Linked DNA regions of Sus scrofa: region 1 is linked to region 2. Evidence: chromatin contacts called from public promoter capture Hi-C data. All regions are on one chromosome and are shown on one strand. Each heading gives the region's core, a stretch centred on a gene start, on an enhancer-like site or on the middle of the called end of the contact. The rest is flanking DNA. Distances are from core to core; before and after follow the strand shown.

What was found. Promoter capture Hi-C pulls out the DNA fragments that hold promoters and counts their contacts.
Region 1: a promoter capture Hi-C map of fetal liver shows a contact between it and region 2, with 2.7 times the contacts expected there. The contact joins the promoter of PLP2 here to the promoter of PIM2 in region 2. A contact is called at or near these places in 1 of 5 promoter capture datasets (fetal liver) and 1 of 47 Hi-C or Micro-C datasets (heart right ventricle).

Annotation. Positions count from the first base shown.
Region 1 is chrX:43,213,622-43,218,196 of Sscrofa11.1, reverse strand. PLP2 (proteolipid protein 2) reads right to left here and starts at 2,825. Exons shown (of 5, transcript NM_001244435.1): 1 at 2,564-2,825; 2 at 1,322-1,474; 3 at 1,132-1,227; 4 at 504-594; 5 at 1-278. The coding sequence starts at 2,659. The coding sequence ends at 256.
Region 2 is chrX:42,995,600-42,999,923 of Sscrofa11.1, reverse strand. PIM2 (serine/threonine-protein kinase pim-2) reads left to right here and starts at 1,349. Exons shown (of 6, transcript XM_003360311.4): 1 at 1,349-1,637; 2 at 1,772-1,881; 3 at 2,593-2,643; 4 at 4,149-4,324. The coding sequence starts at 1,577.

The DNA.
Region 1 (4,575 bases), core at 1,576-4,075, 220 kb before region 2:
GTCACAACCTGGGGCCTGGAGTCTGAAATCTGTGGCTTTAGGTGGGGGCATTGTCCAGGCAGAACTAGCGTCTCTGGATACTGCAGAAGGAAGGTGGACCTAGGCGGACCCATAAGGGTGGCCACGCCCAGGAGGGTTGATTGGCAGGCTGGAAGGCATGGTCTCCCGGTAAAGGCACTTTCAGTAGGGGCGGGAAGGAGTTATTGCGATGGAGGTGTTATTTGCAGGTTGCTGAGACACGCGAAGGGAGTTCACCTACACGGGGCCATCTGCAGGGTCTACAAATGAGGAGAAGAGAGAAACAGCATTGGCAGGTTCCTGTTACAGATTTTAAGACGCCCATTTTACCGATAAGTATACTGAAGCTTATGGTACTTTTTGGCACTAAAGCCTTGAGTACCAAGAAGGGACAGAGTTCGCATTCGTGCTCTTGGAAGACCTCTTGCTTTCTCAGTCCCCTTAACCACACCGCCCCCCCCCCCCCAACACACCCACACACTTACCAGTAGGGGCTGCTGTATGTCTTTGCTGCCTCAAGGGGAAAGTAATGTAGGCATCGTAGCCAAACAAGCATGCAGCCAGTAGGCCCAGTACCTGGAGAGGGTGATGAGAAGGAGGTGGGTTGGATTAGGGCAGGTCACACTCCTCATTCTTTTACTTCCTTGTACCTACCACCTTCAATGACTACCCCACGCAGGGATGATGACTAAAGCCCCAGGTTGAGAAGTCAGAGAGCCCCAGGGAAAGGCCAGAGATGAGTCTCTACCCCCACCCTCCCCCTTCCTAGTACCTCTCAACACAGTGCAGCCACAGAGTGGCCCCATATATAGGCGGCCCCATTCATACTGTACACGGAGACAAAGCTCTAGCAGATGGTAGTCTAGTGTATTGACAAAGGGGCCGTCTCATTGTGCTTCCCACACAAGTCCCTGTGTTGGACAAATTGTGGCCCTTTATTGCCAATGACACTTGGGGGAGGAAAACCAGGACCTGAGTCAGCCTTTTCTGCAGGAGGCCCTGAGGACAGGTGTGACCTCCTGTGGGTCACACACTTTCTGACAGAAGCAGAGACACAAATGGCCCCGGGAGCCTCAAACCCCTCTCCCAGTGCTTCAGAGCCACAGCCTTTACCCCTGCGGCAATTTTGGAGCTGTGTCCTCCCTCCACGAGCACAAGGATGGAGGTGATCAGGTAGAGGATGGCTGCTATGAGGGTTCGGAAGAAATCCTGTGAAGGGCAGGGAGAAGAGGAAAGTCAGCATTCAAAATCCCCCCCCTCCCCAAGCCCCTCCCTAGCCTGGTCATTGTGGCCCCTTTCTCACACTCCAAGGCCAGTTGATGATTTGTATCTTGGTGTGCAGGTCACACATGTAGATGACAAAGAAGACAGCAGCAAAGATCATCTCTATCACCGACAGGAAAGAGAATCCTGACGTCGCGGCACTGAAGCAGATCAGAATCACCAGGCACACTACCTGGAAAGATAGGCGAAAGGGGGCTTCGATCGATCGACTCCAAGGGCTGAGGGCGTGGGTTTAAATTGGGGGTGGGGAGGGTCTCAAACTCAGATGCCCACCAGGACTGGGAAGATGACCAATAGCTAAACACTTAATGTGTGCATACTGTGTTTGGGATATTGTTCTAAGAGCTGTACAGGTATTAATTCCCTCAATCATCGCAACAACCTAATGAGCCAGGTACTATTATTAATACCTTTATGTCATAGATGAGAAAAGAGAGGAACAGAGAGACACGAGGTAACTTATCCAGGGTCACCTAGCTAGGGAGGGGTAGGGTTGGGTGCCTCAGTTTCCCCTCTTTTCCCTTCTAGGATAGCCCAAGGGGAGTGGTGCCTTCAGGTGGTTTTTGTGAGCGCTGCTGGCGCCAGCTTCAGGGCTTTGACGGGGCGGGACGTGCGGTTCCCCGGGCAACCCCTTTGGGAATCGGTGCGAGTGACACCGGAGGGGCAGGGCTCTGTTAAAGGCGCCGCACCTCTTTTACGAGCGACTCAAAGGAGGCACCCCCTTTGCCGGGGGTGGGAAACCGAGGCTCCCGAGCGGCCCCAATAGCTAAGGACCTCCCGCCCCGTCACAGAGGAGCGAGGAAGAACTGGGGTAGGACGGGTGGCCCTGCCCCGCGGGACAAGCGCGCGCGGGGGCCCCACCCCAACAGGTCCCGCCCCTGGGCGCTCTGCCAGCCCGCCCGCCACTGCCCAGGCCGCGCCACGCCCTGCCACGGGAGGATCCCCCACCACCCAGCCCCGGGAACCCCTTCTATGAGTCCACTAATGAATCTACGGGGTCTCCTTCCGCGGGGTCGCCCGTATGCCCTGTGGGCCTCGTGCCTGACTCCATGGGCCAGCAGCTGCCGACCACCTTCTCCAAACCTCACTGACTCGCCCTGCATGTGCCCCTGGTTTCGGGCCTCCGTCACCGACCCACCCACCCCGCGCCCCACTGCCGATCACCCGCGGCCGCGAGCCTGCCTCCCCCGGGGCTGCCCCAGTCCGCGTGATCCAGCCACTCCACCCGCCTTTGCCCACCAGCCAGTCCCAGGACACTTACAATCTCAGCCAACAGGACAAATCCCTTTCGGGTGCGCGAGAAGTTGGTGCAGGCGGCCCAGCAGCCCGGGGCCGAGAGGCGCTCGGAATCCGCCATGGCGTGGACCTGAGTCCCGAAGGGCGCCGAGGAGCTGCTCGCTTGCTTGCGGGTTCGAGGACGCTGCACACCCAACCGTCTTCCCCGCCGTCTGGCCGGGAAGGGGGCCCCGGGGCGAAGGAGGGAGTGAATCACCGCGCGGAGCAGAAGCGGGCGGGGCCGGAGCGGGCTGGGCCAGGTGGCTGCCGCCCCGGAAGCCCCTCGCCCCGCCCGCCAAGGATTCTCCTTGCCCAGCGCACAGCGCACAGCGCCCCCCACCCCGCCCCGGGGCGCCCCATCTCGGGCGGCGGGGGGGGGGAACTACCAGCTTCTGAGGCTCGGCAGTTCCTCGTAACGTGTGTTGAAAGGAGACGACCCTTCCCGTTTTTAGAATACAAATGTGCCTGGGGCTGCCTCAACTCAGAAATGTTTTGGCTTTGGGGAGGGAGTGCCTCAGTTTCCTTAGCTGGAAAAAGGGCCAAAGCCAGGGTTAAATTCAGGTCCGTTTTCAGAATTCAGCATATTTCGGGGTTTAGAGAGTTTTCCCAGTGCATATAAGATATATGACTTTTCTCAGCGGTGTCTGAGACTGCCCGGTTAAAAACTAACAAACAAACACGTTATTTCCTCATGGAATGGTGTGGCCGTTCACAGCAAGTGGGATAAGCCAGGACCAAAAATCACTCCTGGTTAAGTCAAGTTTTGTAACCAAATGAACCAAATGGTGCCCAACTTTGTGGGAAAACTGTGGGTCTCTGGAGTTTTTTTGGATTTTGGAATTGTGGACAAAAGGTCATAGACGGTGGAATAAACCTCTTAGTAGCAATGGGAATGGGACCTCGCCAGTGCACAGACCCGAGACAGAGAGAGAACAGAGCCTGTGGAGCATCACGCTGCTGAGTAGATGAGGGTGGACTTTTTTAATAGTGTCAGAGCCCAAGATATGATTCTCTGTTCTGCAATTCTGGGGAGGTCTTGGCCCTAAGTGCTGAGCTTCTGTTTCCTGCTTCTAAGTAAAGGGTCTGTCAGCCCAGTCCCAGATGAAGAATGGGGAAGGAGGACAGGCTTATTTATTGCTGGGAGCTTGGCAAGATGAGGGCAAGGCTCTTGGGTGCCAGGCTCGGTGAACAGGCTGATGACATTTGAAGAGCGTGTTATCCTGAGCGAGTAATTTCTCCTGACTCAGCCTCAATTTCTGCATCTGCGACATGCACCTGGTCACGGGCATCAGGATCTCCCCCAAGATGTGCTGAGGGGCACACCCTCCAGAGTGGGTGTTGCTTTCATTCTCATCTCATTGGAAGGCCAGGATGGTTCAACCAAGGCCGGTCTGCTTTCCGTCCCCAACCCGGAGTCCCACACAACCACAGAAGGGGCTCCCCTCTTTCAGCCCAGGTTGCCTGAAGAGTGATTGGATAGTGGAAGGCATGAAGCACACTTCCCAGAGCCAACTGTGTGCTTTCCAACTCTTTGAGGACGTGCCTGAGTTTCTAGAACAGAACAAACCCTGCTCTGCATCAGGGCCTTTGAACTTGCTGTCCCCACAGCTGTCAATATCCTTTTCCCAGCCCTTCAGACACCTAGCTTCTTCTTCTTTTTTTTTTTTTTTTTTTGGTCTTTTTAGGGCCGCACCCACAGCATATGGAGGTCCCAGGCTAGGGGTCCAATCAGAGCTATGGCTGCCGGCCTACACCACAGCCACAGCAATGAGAGATCTGAGCCACACCTGCGACCTACACCACAGCTCACAGCAATGCCGGATCCTTAACCCACTGAGCAAGCCAGGGATTGAACCTGCATCCTCATGGTTCCTAGTCGATTCGTTTCTGCTGAGCCACGACAGGAACTCCCCAGACATGTGGCTTCTGATCATTCAGGTCCCAGCTCAGATATTGTGTCTTCAAAGAGGCCAGCAGCCACCATCATTACCTCTCCCA
Region 2 (4,324 bases), core at 100-2,599:
TATTTCTGAACAGTGTCAGTGACGGCGCTGCACGTCTGCTGTATGTGTGTGTCTGTGACTGTGACTGGATCTGTCCATGTCTGTTTTTGTGACACTGCCTATCTGTTGCTCTAGCACCTAAGTATATGTCTGGCTTTGGAGCAGTGCATGTGTGTCTCTGGAGTGTTTGTGTGTGTTCCTGTGTCAGACTCTGGGTCTCTCGTTTCTGGAACAGTACAAGTCTTTTCTGTGACACTGCATGTCTGATGGTGCCAGTGTCTTCGTCACAAGTTCTGGCTGTGTGTCTGGCAGGACATATCTGTGTCCTCGTTACATGTAGGTCTATGTGAATCTCTCTGGAGTGCCTTTCTGTAACAGTGCATCTCTCGAGTGTCATTCTGGAACTTGACTCTGGCAGCATGCCTGCCTGACAGTGGATGTCTGTCTATGTGTGACAGTAGGTATCTGCATGTGTGTCTAGGACAAGCTCACATGAATGGCGGCACATGTTTGTGTATTTCTCTCGCGGCAGTTCTGTGTGTGTCTTTGGAGTGCCTGTCTCTCTTCCTGCGGCACGAGAGCTATTTTCCCCAAATCTGTGACTTGACCACCTCCCGGAGCTCTCTCAGTCCGTCTCTCTCATCCGGAAGCATGCCCAAGAAGCCACCCCCACTCTGGCTTGCTCCCATCCCCAAGAACCCCCCCCCCCGCGCGCGCGCCCCATTCGCCATTCCAGATTCTAGATCTGCTGACTGGGCTCACAGCCAGGTCTAGGCAGGTCTGTCTAGGTTAAGGGCTGCACAAACAGCCCGCAGGCCGTGGCCTCCGGGTGTGGGAACACTGCCCTTGACCAGTGCTCCTCCCACGGTGGTGAGGGAGGTTAGCCCTCCCTGACGGCTGAACAGGTTCTTCCAGGATCCTCAGCTTCAGTTTCCGGGCGGAGGCTGCCAGTCGCCTAAAGGGCTCTGGTTCTGGTGTGAGGAGCACCCTTTGGAGACCGGCCGGGATTCTTAGAAGCCTTAGAAGGCCTGGCGTTATCTCCGGCGGCGGCAAAGCAACTTCCTAGAAAAGGAGGCGGTGCATTGAATTTTTTTTAAGTTTATATATCCACGTACACACACTTACATAAAAACAACCCTGCGCAACAACCAAAACAAACGCGGTTGCTGCAAAAGGGATTCCCATAACCAGTTTCCTCTTCGCGCGCGCCCCCCTTATTTGCATGCAGGCCCCGCCCCCGAGGAAGATCCGGGCATGTATTTGCATAAGGGTGCTTGGAACGTTGAGGGTGGTATGCAAATAAGGACTGGCTCCGATTGGCTGGGGTGCAGCAGGTGCCGCGTCCGGATTGATCAAAGCCAAGTGGGCGGGGCCGTCGCCCGGGGCGACTCTCTCGGGAGGCGCGTGCCCTGTCTCAGTAGCGTCGGGGCTGGCGCGCGCGGCGAATCTTAACATCGCGCTGTTTGCCGGCGCCTCTGGGCCACCAGTTTCCTTACCTTCCACCCTGGCGCCCCCCAGTCCTGGCTCCCCAGCCTCGCTGCCCCGGGCGTCCACGCCCTGCGGGCTCAGCGGGCTCAATCTGCGCAGCTCCTCCTCCATGTTGACTAAGCCTCTGCAGGGGCTGCCCGTGGCCCCCATGACCCCCACGCCGCCGCCAGGTGAGAGAGGCTCCCCTACGGCGACCAGGCCGGGCGGGCTGGGGTGATTGAGGGCGGCGCGGGGGGGAGGGGGAGAGGGTCGTGGCCGGCCTCTGCACGCCGCCACCCTGACTTCCCCGCCTCCGCCTGCGTAGGAGGCAAGGATCGAGAAGCGTTCGAGGCCGAGTACCGACTCGGCCCCCTCCTGGGTAAGGGGGGCTTTGGCACCGTCTTCGCAGGACATCGCGTCACAGACCGACTCCAGGTATCCACCACGAGGGTCTTGGGAGGGCCAGGTGTGTGTGTGGCGGCGGCGGGAGCCCGGGGGCTGGGATGCTAATTGACCAGAGAATAAGCGTACAATGTGCGTGTGCTAGGGTCATGAAGGCCGGGATCCGGGTTACTGGGGGTATCCTGGTGCGCGCGCGGGTGCGCGCGCAGACGCGCGGGCGTGGGGGGGGGCGGTCCAGGTGGGTATGTGGGGGGAACGGAGCGGTGGGTTCAAGGCAAGGATTGTGGAGGTCCCGAGAGTGAGACTGGGGAGTGGGGGAGGGGGGAAATCATGAGGATTCTAGACCTTGGAATCCAGGAGAGGTGTATATGTGTGGGAAGGTGGGGACCCAGAGCTGAGATTTGGGGGATTTTGGAGGCAGGTGTCCAGGATGGAGACGTGAGGATCAGAACCCACCCCCGTACAGTCCTGGGGCTGGGGAAATCGAGGGCTTGGGGTGTTAGGACATTCAGAACTCCGCACCCGGAGCGAGGGGTCCTGAAGCCTGGGGGAGAGCCCAGGGCCAAAGATGGTGGGAGAGGTGTACTCGCTTCTGGGGACCTGGAGGGCAGGGGAGAAGCTCCAGCTCATTTGAGGTTGCGGCGTGGAGTGGTTGGGACCAGAAAGACTAGGGCGAAGAGGGTCCAGACTGGGAGGGGTCTGGGGGTTCTCTGCTGGCCCCTTCAGCTCAGCTCACTTCTTCAGGTGGCCATCAAAGTGATCCCCCGGAATCGCGTGCTGGGCTGGTCCCCCTTGGTGAGTATCTTTGGAGTCCTTTTTGACCTGGCGACGCCATCTCTGACGATGGATTTCGCCTTTCTATGGTTTGTATGACTCTCTGGGCCCTGTAACGGTGAGAAGAACACTCCTACCAGCCCATGTTTACTCCCCTGTGGTGACATCCACACCTCCATACAGTTCTGACTCACTCCAGTTCCCCTAGAGCCCTGGATTCTCCCCTCCCACCCTCCTTTCTCATCCTCCTTCCAAACACTGCCTCGGGGGCTGCCCGCGGGGCATGCTGGTGAGGAAAGAGGGGCAGAGGTCACTGGTTGCCATGGTGACGGTGGCTGCTTCTCTTCTGCCGTTAGAGCGCTAACGGACGGACAACAGGGCGGGTCTGGGCAAGTTGTAGGGGCGGGAGCGCCCCCTGGCGGGTTCTGGGGAGACTGCGCCTGCGCAGGCTGTGGGCCCAGAGGGAGGAGGTGCGCCTGCGCGGCAGCAGAATTTCCATCACCGTGAGAAAACCGGTCTGCGGCTGTGCAAGTCAGTGGACCGGCCGGGAGAGGGCCCCACCTCAGGCCGGAGAGCTGCTTCGGGTGGACCACGTGCCCGCGCAAGGCTTCTAGAATGGGGCGGGGTTTGTGGCCGGCAACGCGAATGCCTTTTATCGAGCACCAACTGTATACCTCAGACGTGGCTTCACCTCAAGATCTTACTGTGTGCCAAGTCCCACTAAGTACTTCAACACGGTTGTGTGTGCCTGGCGACCGACAAAATGTCGATGACATTATTGAGTTCTTACTTGGTGCCAGTTCCTTTGCAATGGACCACTTTTAGCTCTCTAACAAATTCTAGGCACTTGGCAAAATTACTACATTTGTTCAGAGCGCTTTTCGTTCTAGTCCCTTTCTACTAATTGCTTTCACCTATTTAACATATATGTATTGAACCCTACCCCGTTACTAGGCACCTTTCTACAGTTGGAACTATGTCAGTGAACAAAACAGACAAACCATTACACCATAATCGTATTTACTGAGTGCTGGCTCTGTGTCAGACCCAAAGCTGTAAAGCACTTTTGGAGTTCCCGACGTGGTGCAGCGGAAACGAATCCGCCTAGGAGCCATGAGGTGGCGGGTTCCATCCCTGGCCTCGCTCAGTGGGTTAAGGATCTGGTGTTGCCGTGAGCTGTGGTGTGGGTCGCAGATGCAGCTTGGATCTGACGTGGCGGTGGCGTAGGCCGGCAGCTGTAGCTCCGATTGGACCCCTAGCCCGGGAACCCCCATTTGCCGCTGGTGCGGCCCTAAAAAATCCCAAAAAAACAAAAAGTAAAAGTGCTTTTATCTATTTAACAAACATTGCCCGAGCACCTACTGTGTGTAAGGTAGTATTCTAATCTCTTCGGAGATGTCAGTGGGCAAAACAGATAAATTACTACATAATAGTGTTCATCATTGGCCTCAGTTCAGGTGAGAAGTCGGCCTTGAAGCTGCTAACCTGACATCTGTGTTCTTTTCTCTCCCTGCTTCCCCCCGCAGTCAGATTCAGTCACGTGCCCACTGGAAGTGGCACTGTTATGGAAGGTGGGTGCAGGCGGTGGACACCCTGGTGTGATCCGCCTGCTTGACTGGTTTGAGACACCAGAGGGCTTCATGCTGGTCCTCGAGCGGCCTCTTCCTGCCCAGGATCTCTTTGACTACATCACAGAGCAGGG